2 separate regions of the Mus musculus genome follow, and region 2 is linked to region 1. Evidence: chromatin contacts called from public HiChIP or PLAC-seq data. All regions are on one chromosome and are shown on one strand. Each heading gives the region's core, a stretch centred on a gene start, on an enhancer-like site or on the middle of the called end of the contact. The rest is flanking DNA. Distances are from core to core; before and after follow the strand shown. Region 1 overlaps Kmt2e (lysine (K)-specific methyltransferase 2E). Region 2 holds the start of AI506816 (expressed sequence AI506816).

Evidence for each region. HiChIP or PLAC-seq counts read pairs in DNA pulled down with a chosen protein or histone mark.
Region 2: a contact with region 1 is called in an H3K27ac HiChIP or PLAC-seq map of the NIH/3T3 cell line, with 2.8 times the contacts expected there. The contact joins the promoter of AI506816 here to the enhancer-like site in region 1. A contact is called at or near these places in 1 of 39 promoter capture datasets (cranial neural crest) and 6 of 115 datasets of contacts at active chromatin or transcription factors (the 230-238 cell line, the NIH/3T3 cell line, the SCID.adh cell line and 2 more).

The regions. Positions count from the first base shown.
Region 1 is chr5:23,457,314-23,463,335 of GRCm38.p6, forward strand. It overlaps Kmt2e (lysine (K)-specific methyltransferase 2E), which reads left to right. Exons shown (of 26, transcript NM_026984.2): 3 at 5,703-5,817. Among named protein-coding and RNA genes, the nearest start is that of Kmt2e, 26 kb to the left of the region's middle. Within about 2 kb of position 4,583, at least 50 of the 459 cell types and tissues checked have an H3K27ac peak or open chromatin away from gene starts, as enhancers often do. A contact at or near this core is called in the NIH/3T3 cell line and the SCID.adh cell line, where this site is marked.
Region 2 is chr5:23,708,365-23,715,130 of GRCm38.p6, forward strand. AI506816 (expressed sequence AI506816) reads right to left here and starts at 4,303. Exons shown (of 5, transcript NR_015554.2): 1 at 4,278-4,303; 2 at 2,752-2,786; 3 at 2,002-2,044. Gm50451 (a small nucleolar RNA gene) reads right to left here and starts at 2,697; the gene lies at 2,627-2,697.

The DNA.
Region 1 (6,022 bases), core at 3,333-5,832:
ACTTAGAACAGATTAATATAAAGACCTGAGATGGGACTTTGGTCTTTAAATATCACCTAGGTAACAACTGAACAACACTTAAGAACAAAGAGTCTGTTTTCCTGGCTGGTCTTGTCTCACTATACTCAGTCCATACCAGCAGGACTCAGTACCTGATCTCCATGGTAGCCTTGTGATAGCATTCTATCAGGAGTCCATTGCCACCAGTCGTAGACCAAGACAGTAATGCTACTTTCCTTTCCGTCTCCAAGTCACCTAAGAAAAAGGGAGCTGCACGCTGAAACTCCTGTAGGGCCAGGTGCAACCCGGCCTTCCCACATGCTGTTAGACGCACTCTAGCAGTGCATCCTCCACAGCCCCTAATCCCAAGTCAGAGGTAAACCTGCAGGCTCAACTGTCCACCCTTGACTTCATGGCTCTTCCTCTCATTTCTACAGTTCCTTGGTCTCTTCTGCAAATGTAGGTCTCTACAGATTCTTGGAACCTTGCATACTTTCCTTTGTCTTCGCTTGCTTGACACATACAACTGGGCTTTTTCTTTTAACAATGCCACTGTTGCATTAAATCTACTGCCTGGATTCTCATGTCAGGGAAGGAAGTAGGGAAGGCTGTGGGTTTACTCTAAGGCCTCACTTAGGCGGAGCATGTCATTTGTCACTGATTATCAACCCCAGCCCTGTATGGCCTGGTCATGTGGCAGAATTCTCTACCTTTCTCTTTATTTTCTATTATCATAAAAATAAGTGTATTTTTTTAAATCTGCCTTTAGGTGTACAGTTTCAAGTATCATTAAGTGCATACAGGCTATCAAGGAGCTGTCACCAATTTCTAAATGTTTTCCTCACTCTAAACAAAAACTTTATTAAATAATAATTTATTCCTAGCACTTTGCACATTGTATTTGGTTTCTGTCTCTGCCTATTCTAAGTCCCTCTTATATGGGGAATCGTAAAATGTTTATAGTTTTGTGCCTGGCTTATTTTACTAGTGTGAATTTTAAAAACCACGTGTGCACGGTTATGTACTCAGGAGTGCAGCTGCCCTGCAGAAGACAGAGGAGGGCATCAGGTCCCTCTTGAACCAGAGTTACTGGTGCTTTTAAGCCAACTGATGTGGGTGTTGGGAACCAAACTCTATTCTCCTGGAAGTACACACTCTTCCCCTCACCCCCACCCCCACCCCTTTAAGCTGGATAAATTGAATACTTTAAAAAAATCCTTTTTAATTTTTTGAGATTATAAAATAAATCATTTGCCCTTTCCATTTCCTCTCTCTATGCCCTCCCACACACCCCTTTCTCTTGCTCTCTTGAATTTATGGCCTCTTTTTGTTAATAGTTCTTTGTGTGTGTGTTAAGTATTGAATAACCAATTGATGTGCTCTTCCTTAGGGAAGACTATTTCAGCTGCTCTCAGCATTCCTTAGTTGCCTGTAGTTGTTTGTGTGGGGTTGAAGCCCTTTGGTCTTTCCTCTATCAGCTTTGGCATGTTGTTGTCTCATTCAGCTCATGTTTAAGTATTAATCTTGGTGAGACTTCATGGGTGTAGGTTCTGATAATTACTTGGAAATGCTGTCTTAGCAAACTGTGACCCTCTGGCTCTTACAGTCTTTCCTAATACTCTCTCTTGGTGTCCCCAGCCTTACCTGGGGGAGGTTTTGTAGATGTGTCCATTGCAACTGGGCTCCACAGCTGTGCATGTGATTGCTTGTGTTTTTCTGTAATGATCTCTGTTTCTGGGAAGTTTCTTTGATGGGGGTGAAGGGTGGTGTGAGGACAAATATTTAGAATGTAGTTAGGGATTATACTGGATTAGTAAAGTGGTGGTTATACGTTCCTCTCCAAGATCTATGACTTTACTAGCCCTGTTTGTTTAAATAATTTTTTTAGTACATTTGCTTATTTGTTGTTTGCTTATGTATGTGTCTGGACTCCAATGCCACCATGCATCTGTAGAGGTCAGAGGACAGCTCTCAGGAATCTGTTCCTTATTCTACTTGTGGAATTGTATCATGTTGTGAATCGTGACAAGTTTCTGTTCACGGAGCTATCTCACTAATCCTAATGCAATTTATTGATGACACATTATGCCTATGTATTATCTAGGCATTTATGTAGGCATGTAAATTAGCTATATAAAACAGTAGCTACTATAGACACAAAATATTTTTTGTTATTTTCTTAGCCCTGCTGTTAAGAAAGCTTTGTAATGTTTTAGGAGATTTTAGAAGGAAATGATTATAGCAGCTTGTTACTATTAGTTTTTACTCAACTATTATTCATATGCAAGTTTAGTAAGCCTTCTTAGATTTAATAATTTTCTGATTGAACATTGAAAAGATTTCTAGTTTCATGAATGAATATTGATATAACAGACATGTTAAATCAGTGGTCTATGTAAGGAAGTGTTCTATCCTAAGGAAGTTGCTTCCTTTGGATAAATCCCTCAAACTGGTGCTACTGAGTCGAATGATGTTTGTTAAACTTGGAAATCCCCTTGCCTTAGCCTCACGAGTACTGATCTTTCTATTTTAATTAAATGCTGTATTATAGTTAAGGACAATCATTAAAAATGTCAACCAGGAGTAAAAAAGCACTTTCTGTTTAAGCCCAATGGCCTGAGTCCTATCCTCTGATCCCCAGAGGAAGAAGAGAATAAAAGTCTGCTCCCCATATGTGTGGTGACACTTGTACAACCTGTATAGCACACATACATATCACACACGCAACAGTAGTAAACATTTTAAAGTAATAAATGTCATTCAATATTTTTTTTTTTAAAGATTTATTTATTCATTATACGTAAGTACACTGTAGCTGTCTTCAGACACTCCAGAAGAGGGCGTCAGATCCTGTTACGGATGGTTGTGAGCCACCATGTGGTTGCTGGGATTTGAACTCCTGACCTTTGGAAGAGCAGTCGGGTGCTCTTACCCACTGAGCCATCTCACCAGCCCGTCATTCAATATTTTTATAACATGTTTCCTTGTTTTAAAAATTGCTTTCGGCCAGGCGGTGGTGGCGCACGCCTTTAGTCCCAGCACTCAGGAGGCACAGGCAGGCGGATTTCTGAGTTCAAGGCCAGCCTGGTCTACAGAGTGAGTTCCAGGACAGCCAGGGCTACACAGAGAAACCCTGTCTCAGAAACCAAAAAAAAAAAAAAATTGCTTTCAGTGCACCCTCAAGATGACATGTATGTAACAGTGCTCGCACCAAGCATGATGGCCTTAGTTGGCTTCTTAGAATCCACATGATGGAAGGAGAGAGCTGACTCTCAAAAGGTGCTCTGTGATCTGTGTGGGTACCATGTTACCAAATGTACACACAAGCACACATTAAATAAATACATTTAAAGTTATTTTAAAAACTACTTGTAAGTACAAAAATTCAACACAGAGATGTTCTTAAAACCTTCTGCTTTCTTACATGGCCTTTCTTTCTCGTCACTATTGCAGCCATGTTTGCATCGTGATACTCTGAAAAGTATTTTGCTCTTTCACATACTTGAACTCATCTACGTTTACCTGAAAACTTGATTTCATTTCATTAGCTACTCCACATTACCAGTTTTACCCACATTCTTCAGGAACAGTGTAATTAGATTATACACTTAAGAGTGAGTCTTCTACTTTTGCCACACTTCCTTCGCATAGCTTTAATGATGGTATTATAGATCATTGCTGTAATTCAACTTTTTTTTCCAAGTTAGGCAGGCATGGTGGTGTATGCCTGTAATCTCAGTATTTAGGAAGTGGAGGCAGGAGGATTAGGAGTTCAAGGCTAGGGTTAGCTACATAGTGATTTCTAGCTTGCACTACATGGGATTATTACCCACCCTCACAAAAGGAGGCCAGCATGGTAGGTCACTCTGTCATCTTTTTTTTTTTTTCCTGTTTTTTTTTTTTTTTTTTTTTTTTTCCTGAGACAGGGTTTCTCTGTGTAGCTCTGGCTGTCCTGGAACTCACTTTGTAGACCAGGCTGGCCTCAAACTCAAAACTCCGCCTTCCTCTGCCTCCTGAGTGCTGGGATTAAAGGCGTGCGCCTCCACACCCGGCCACTCCTGTCATTTTAACAGTCAGAAACCTGAGGCAAGAGGCTCAGTGGTTAAGAGCACTGGGTTCTTCCAGAGGACCTGGGTTCAAGTCCCAATATCCACATGGTAGCTCAAAACTCTCAGTAACTCCAGTTCCAGGCAATCTGTCCAACACCCTCACACCGACCTACATAAAATAAAAATAAATCATTGAAAAGAAACCTGAGGCAAATAAGTAATCATTATAAGAGTAAGGTATATATGTAAGTAAATATAAGATATTCTTAGTTTTTAAAATGTATAGATGTATTTATAACATAAAACTAGAAAGGGATACATGGAGTAAATGTTGACATGGTAATGGAGGAAGATTTAATGTTTTGCATTTATAAGTACTTTTGTATTTAAATTTCATACATGAACATATTCTAATTTTAAAACTATGAGACAAATTTAACAGATACTAGTTTTCAGACTACCCTGAACCTATTGGAGATTGTAATTTGCAGGATGACTCAGCAATCTCATTTTGTGCTTCTTTCTACTCATTGTGGCACACTGGGTCTTATGACATCATCCATTTGGCACTAACTTGAGCTTATGTGAAGGTCGGCTAAGAAAGTAGCAACTGTGAAAGTTGTTTTTATCCTGCTGGTCTCGGGACCAATTTAGGGAATTAGGAAGTAGGATAAAGATTGAAATAAAGGCAAAGAAACAGATTGTCTTCTAGATTTGAAAAGGAGAGACTTGACCTTGGCTGTTAATTTACCACTACACTGATCAATAGCCATTAGATAAAATTGGGCTGGGATGAGGGGGTGTCGGTATGAATAAAGAAGTTGGGAAAATGGTATAGTTAAATGCAAGGGCAAGGAGCTTTCAAAGCTGCAACAGTTTGGGGGTTGCTACTCTCAGCACTATTAGCAATTGATTCATTACCTACACTTAACTCATGGTAGGCCAGACCTAAACGCTACTCATTACACACAGCTGCTTGTATTTTTCAGGTGTAAATCTGGTTCAATGTAGGTTCCCTTTTCTTTAACTTACTGACATTTTCCAGAGTCTGTTCTACCTCAGCACATTCAACACATATTATTTTGATCATTGAAATGCACACTTAACATTCAAGCCAGAGTCTGTATAGACTCTCTCTTTAGTTAGTCTTACTTAAAACCATTCTGTCATTCTGGCCACCCCTTTGCATGTTTCTTACTGGGTAGATGACATAAAGCTTGGTCTCTAGTAATTTTGAGGTTTTGGGTTTTTGGGGTTTTTGTTTTGTTTTATTTTAGCCATATTTTACTTGTAGCCCATGCTGGTACTGAACTCTTGATTCCCCTACCTCAGCTTCCCACAGTGCTATGATTACAGCCTAGGCACCATCATCCCCAGCACTGGGCACTTTCTAAACGACAGGAAACTGGAATTGAACTTGGCATTAGGATATTTATTTTATTAAGTAAAACTTTGGTTAAGATACAGTCTCCATAGGATGAATGGACTCACAAGCTGTGCACATACTATAAATAGACATTGTATTTGTTTTGACAATATTTTAATATAAGCACCTGATCAATTTTAATAGATTAAGTAATTACATAAATTATTTTAATAGATGAAAACAGAAAAGTGAATGGAATTCTAATTGCTGGAACTTCTTTCCTCTAGACCGGAATCCGTAGAAGCTAGCCCTGTGGTAGTTGAGAAATCCAACAGTTTTCCCCACCAGTTATACACCAGCAGCTCCCACCACTCACACAGCTACATCGGTCTGCCCTATGCGGTAAGTAAGTGTCAAAGGTTTGCTCACACGGGCTTCTGGAGAGCTGCAAGTTAAAAGGAGATGTATGTGGTATTGTGCTTAATACTTAAAAAGCATAGCTGGTTTATATTTTCTGTGTAATTAACTATATAGTTTATACTTTGACCTAACAATGCTATATTACAATACAATTGTTGTATTTATGTTGGTATTTTTTAACCTCAAT
Region 2 (6,766 bases), core at 3,053-5,552, 250 kb after region 1:
ATAGAACCACGTATCCTTCGGTTAATGGAGAAGCTCCAAAGAATCCGAAACGGGTCGGGTTCTCAGATACAGATTGGGCCACAAAAATGGCCCCCGATGCCTCTGAGACGTCTCCCAGGGCTGCGGCCGGGAATACGAACTCGTCAGTTCTTCCACGGAACCGCCAGATACAGATCTAGTTAGCTAACTAGTACAGATTCAGACGCAGGCGCAAAGATTAGATGCCGGCACACACACACACGCACAAAGACAGAGATGGAGACAAAACGATCGCTGGCCAGCTTACCTCCCGACGGTGGGTCGGTGGTCCCTGGGCGGGGGTCTCCGGATCCCGGACGAGCCCCCAAATGAAAGACCCCCGAGCTGGGCAGTCAATTACTCTGAGGAGACCCTCCCAAGGATCAGCGAGACCACGATTCGGATGCAAACAGCAAAAGGCTTTATTGGGAACACGGGTACCCGGGCGACTCAGTCTATCGGGTGACTGGCGCGCCGAGTGTGGAGTTCCTACCCTTTTTATAGGGCTAGGGCTGGGGGGCAAAAAGCGCGGGTACAGAAGCGAGAAGCGAGCTGATTGGTTAGTTTAAATAAGGCTTGGGGTATTTCCCGGTCATTTGGGGAACCTGAAACTGAGGTGGGACTTTCCAGAAACTGTTGCTAGTTTCGCTTTATCTGAGTACCATCTGTTCTTGGCCCTGAGCCGGGGCCCAGGTGCTTGACCACAGATATCCTGTTTGGCCTCTGTCTCAGTATTATTCAGCCTTATTTTTTTTAACTAAACTTCCTTGTAACTTTTGAGAACTCAGCTCTGGTACTTTTTCATGCCTTGCAAAATGGCGTTACTGCAGCTAGCTTGCTAAGCCTTATGGTGGGGTCTTTCACCAGTTGGATGAAGATCTGGTGAGACTGTGGCCACCACCTCACCCCCACCAGACCATAGTTGTCAAGTTTACTCTGCTCATGCCTGGGAGCGCCACAGCGCATCATCGTGGACAATGTAAAGCTCTTTCACTCCATATATTCAAGACTTTTACTTAGAATTATGAATTCTCTGAAAACATTAACTTTTTGCTTCATTTGCCTCATTTCTCTACAGAGCATTTGAACATAATGAGGCATCAACATGGTAGTTTAAATCACATAGGCTATTTGCTCAATCCAGCTACAGCTAGAGTACACATGGTGGGTATTAAGCCAGGACACCAAATGGATCCGACCATACAACTCACTCTTCTGGGAGGACTAGATCTCTCAACTATGTGTTGGACAATTCTGAGTTGCCAAAGCTTAGGGCTCAGCAATTAGGAGCCCTGGCTGCCTGCTCTTCTTGGAGTTAGGTTCAATTCCTAGCAACCAAGTGTAACTCCAATTCCAGGGGGATTTGATGCCCTCTTCTGGACTCCACAGGCACTGCACACACATGGTACAGACATGCAGGCAAAACATATAAAAGTTTTATAAATAAAACTAAAATTTTCAAAAAAATTTCTTGATGCCCTCTTCTGGCCTCCATGGGCACTGCACACATATGGAACAGACATGCAGGCAAAACATAAAAGTAAAGATTTTATAAATAAAGCCAAATTTTTCAAAAGATCTCTCATGTTAATATTGTGGCATGTTTCAGAGTAGGGCTGACACATAGAAAACCAAATAATGGAATTTAGTTCGACAGACACAAAATTCTCATGTTCTCTATATGCAATGAGAATGCCTCAAAATTCATCCGTTCCTGCTATGAAGGGGACAAAGTAACCTAAAACCTTGACTCTAGGGCTGGAGAGACGGCTCAGTGGTTAAGAGCACTGACTGCTCTTCCGAAGATCCTGAGTTCAAATCCCAGCAACCACATGGAGGCTCACAACCATCCTTAATGACATCTGACACCCTCTCCTAGTGTGTCTGAAGACAGTTACAGTGTACTTACATATAAAAATAGTAAATAAATATTTTTAAAAAAACACATAAAAAAAAATCTTGACTCTACACACAGATGCCTACCTTCTCTTCTGGAAGTCGGACCAGTTCACCTCAAGCTCCAGAGCTGCATAAGAGATGTCACAGAGATGATTAGACCGGCAACAATGAGATAATTAAGAAACACACCCATGTGTAGACTATGTTGATATTAACTATCTTTTTGTATAAACAGAACCCTTAATGTACTACCCAGAAATGTTTGAACACAATTGTTATTTTATTTGTTTTTTTTGAGAGAGGGTTTCTCTGTGTAGCCCTGCCTGTACTGGAGCTCACTTTGTAGTCCAGGCTGGCCTTAAACTCAGAATCCACCTGCCTCTGCCTCCCAAGTTCTGGGATTAAAGGCGCGCGCCACCATACCCGGCTTGAACACAATTTTTAAGTGCAAAGCCATATTTCCCTCTAAGTATTAAACATTCACCAACGCTCCCATTTATTACATTTATTATTTTGAGTGTGCACACACGTGTGCTAGCACACACATGAAGGTGCAAGAATAACTCTAGAGGGCTGGCTCTCTCTCCACCAGGTCCCAGAATCAAAGGTAACGGGCTTGGCACTGCTAAGCCCTCTCACTCCATTCTCCAAACCCTCATCTACTTTAAAAAGACATGGGGTGACTGCATTAAATTCCTGCCTGTTCTGTTGGCCTCAGGTAAATCCTTTAACCCATCACAGCAGCGTATCCTGTCAGGTTAGAGTTCTCATCCTTGGCCAAGAACTGTTCCTGGAATTATGCCTGGAAAGCCAAACTTGCCATCTAACACATACCTTGAATTCATGATCATCCTGGACACAGCACTCATCTGCTCAAAAGAAAAAAGAACCAGCACTGTTACAAGCAGCAGCCACAGCTTCCTTCAGAAAGGACCTTCCTGGTGGCTCCTAGCTGCATCTGATGATGGAAGGCCTGCCTCTGACTAGCATTTATTCCTGCACAGAGCTCTGATCTTCATACTGCTGACAGCTGGAGTCCATTTTATTGCCTCTGGGCCATCTTTCCCACTGTTTCCACCCCAGAAGCCAAAAACTCTTAATGTTTAGAGGCAAATAGTACTGCAGGTAATAGCGGTACTCTTCCTTTAAGAAAGTGAAACATTGTCTCTGATTTCAAAACCAGAAGCAGCATCAGATGTGTCTCCTGAGCCTGAATGAGGAAGGGAAAAATAATTCCTCACCTTAGAAGCTGGCTCATGCTGCCCTTCACTCTCGAAGGGGCTCAGCAGAACCCTAACCTCTAACGGAAAGAAAACTACCTCGCAGGGAACTTGTTTACAAGAGCCCACAAGCCTATTCTTCCTCTAAAATGCCCTTTACCAGGTACAGTGGCTTATGTCCATAAATGCCAATACTTAGGGTCCTAGAGCACAAATATTCTCTGGGCCAGCATGACAATCTGTCTCAATAATCAAATAATCTTTTAAAAAGATTTATTTCTTCTATATGAGTGCACTGTTGCTATCTCCAGACAACACCAGAAGAGGGCATCAGATCTCATTACAGATGGTTGTGAGCCACCATGTGGTTGCTGAGAATTTAACTCGGGAACTCTAGAAGAGCTGTCAGTACTCTGAGTCATCTCTCCAACCCTGATATTTACGTTTAATTGGTGTCTCAACCAGCCACCTCTTAAACAGGGAGGACTCCAGGGTGCTCGCTGAACACCTATACCCGGTCTTAGGAATTCCAATTCACGATTCCTAAATCATGGTTTAGAGGTTGCCTTGCTTAAGTGCTAATCCAGTCGCTCAGATTTCTCCCAGGACCCAAAACCCAGACAGGCTGGGTCTGTGTCAGCAGTAGGGTAATCCAGGTCCTTTAGGCAGAGGTCCCTGCTGGACTCGCTTGCAGGTATCCGCCTGAATATACCCTCAAACCTTAAAACAAACGAGCACAAAACAAAAAGCCCAGCCTCTGTGCCAAGCGGCATTTAAAGGACACGTGCGGCGGCGAGGACGCGCTTGAGTGGGCGAAATTACCCCTGTCCTTGCTGACACTGGGATTATCCTGCCTCCTGTTACTTTCCGAGCTCTGATCTCATTCGCTTCCTAAATAGGCGATGTCCCTGTCATCCGAGTCTTGGGCGGGCGGGAAGCCCCGAGTGTGCCCAGGACCCGGGCCGTCCGGACGCCGCGCCTCCACCTGGGAGGGGACAAATCCGGGCAGCGCAAGGCCGATCTCCTGTCCCACACAGAAGGGACGCGTATGGGCAGGGACCCGCGCCACGGGCGAGCGCCGTGAAAATCTCCGAGGCCACGTGGCGTGGTCCTGGGACTCGCAATGGTGAGAGTACTTACCAGGAGCGCGCCGCGGCGGAAGAGCAGGGCGCCAGGGCGGGACCGAGTTTAAAACCGACCGGACATTGAGCACCGGGGCTCAGCCAACCAGAGTGGCCCAGCGCCCCTCCTGCCCGCCCCTTCCCCCGTTCCCGCCTGACTCCAGCGCCGGCCCTAGCGTGTCCCCTGGCGGCACCAGAGCCTCCCAGCCTGCCCCTACCCCAGGGCAGCGGTACCACTCACTGGCCTGACTGTGGAATATGTCACCTCTCTGAAGGTTAGAGGAGCATCTTGGAGCCACATCACTTGGGGATTTCTTTTTCTTCTCCCCGTGCTTCTCAGTCATATATTGAATTTGGTACTTTTAATTGACCCACATCCTTTTGTGCTTATTTTTATTTGAAGACCCATATGTAACGAAATTTCCTCCTCTTAAGAAAACTGAGACATCATGGAGAGTGGAGTGGACTCTCTTAAGAGGGGCTGGTACAAGGAGAGGACCCCATGCCTAAAAATCCCACTACTGGCTGTGCATTTTCACCCAGGAGGCACCTGTGCCTGTCAGAATCAGGCTGGGATATTTTGGGGTTTGTCTTGTTTTTTTGTTTGTTTGGTTTTGGTTTGTTTTATCCCTCCCCCCCCCCCCATAGTGTTTCTCCATGAAGCCCTGGCTGTCCTAGCACTCCCTCTTTGACCAGGCTGGGCTCGAACTCTCAGATCCACTTGCCTCTGCCTCCCCAGTGCTGGGGTTAAAGGCATGAGCCACCACCCTGTAAGGTGGACCCTCTTTACTAAAAGCAACTGTCCTTCTAACAAAGGAAGACATAAACCGATAATGAGTGACAAAGGAGAAGGGAGAGAAGCGACTACATGGCCAGGAGTGCCCAGGATTGTGACCACTGTGTGGGAAGACACAGGAAAGATCCCTTCAGTGGTGTTCAGAAGCAGTTGGTTCAGCTGATACCTTGATTTTGGACTTCTGGCTGCCAGCGCTGATCTGGCGATTCCGTGGAAGCCATTAAGGGCTTTGTTAAGGCAGCCCAGGAACCTAGCATAATGACTGACAAGAAGGGATTGAGTCCTCCCAGTGGTTAAGGCTAGCATCTCCTAAGGACTTGCACACAGTAGCTCAGTAGCTGTCGAATTACTCAGGTGGTGAGGGATGTCATGGTGAACATCTTAGTCATGATGCCTGAGTTTAGGGACTTTTTTGCTAGACATTTATAAACTCATGAGGCAAACCAATGTTCCCATCACCCGAAGAGTTTACATTCTCTTCTAAAGCAGGAGTTCTCCAGAGAGAGAACAAAGGGGAGGAGTTAAGAGTGGGAGGCAGGAAATCACACAATCCCATGCCTTCCTCTAGGGTGGTCTACAAGCCAAAGAAACATTGTGGGGCCACACCCAGGATCCTCTGCCCTAATTTGTTTTTTTAAAAAGATTTCTTTATTTATTTTATGTAAGTACACTGTAGCTGTCTTCAGACACCAGAAGAGGGCGTCAAATCTCATTCCAGATGGTTGTGAGCCACCATGTGGTTGCTGGGGTTTGAACTCAGGACCTACAGAAGAGGAGTCAGTGCTCTTAACCACTGAACCATCTGTCCAGCCCTCTGCCCTACTTTTACAAATATTTTCTTTTACCCACAATTTGTCCCTGGAATTTTGAAATTTAAGGTGTTCTACTAAATGGAGTTGAGACCATTTGAGTTAGAAGGATAGAATTTGTGTTTTGTGCTGAATACTATGACTAGTGTTGGAGGTGTGTGGGGGTCATTTTTCCATTGTTGTATGAAAACCACCATGGCCAAGATACCTTACAGAAGAGCTTGTGTGGACTTAGTCCCTGAATCCATGTTGGCAGAGTTAAGGCATGGCAGGAGGAACAGGAAGCTGAGAGCTCACACCTTGAGCTGGAAGCACAAAGTAGAGAGAGATTTAGGAATCACAAAGTCTTTAGACTCTTAAAACCCATCTCTAGAGCCAACTTCCTCCAAGGCCTCCCAAATAGTGCCACTGTGTGGGTACCAAGCATTCCAGTGCCTGAGACTATGAGAGACATCCCTCAGTCAAGCCCAAACCCAGTGTTTCCCCATGGAAGCAAGCTGGACCTGAGGCTGTCCAAAGCAGAGTTGTCCTAAGGGGCCAGTGAGCACCTGAGAAGAATTTCCTTCTTTAGTGAGAGCCAAAAATTCTGCCCAGAGTCTGGAGTAGATTTGAATAAAGGTAGATGTCACTGTGTTCTGGATGCCTGTGACCCAGGGCAGTCTGAAGACCAAGGCCAACCTGGTTGGATAGCAAGATCTTGCTCACCTCACAGAAGAAGAAATGGCACCAAGGAATAATACTCTGTCATGTATATGCATAGCAGTGATTCTCAACCTTCCTAATGCTGACCCTTTAATACAGTTCCTCATGTTGTGGTGACCCCCCAACCATAAAATTATTTTCCAGCTAAATTTCACCTGTGCTAGTGCTATGAATGGTAACGTAGATGTCTGATACACAGTA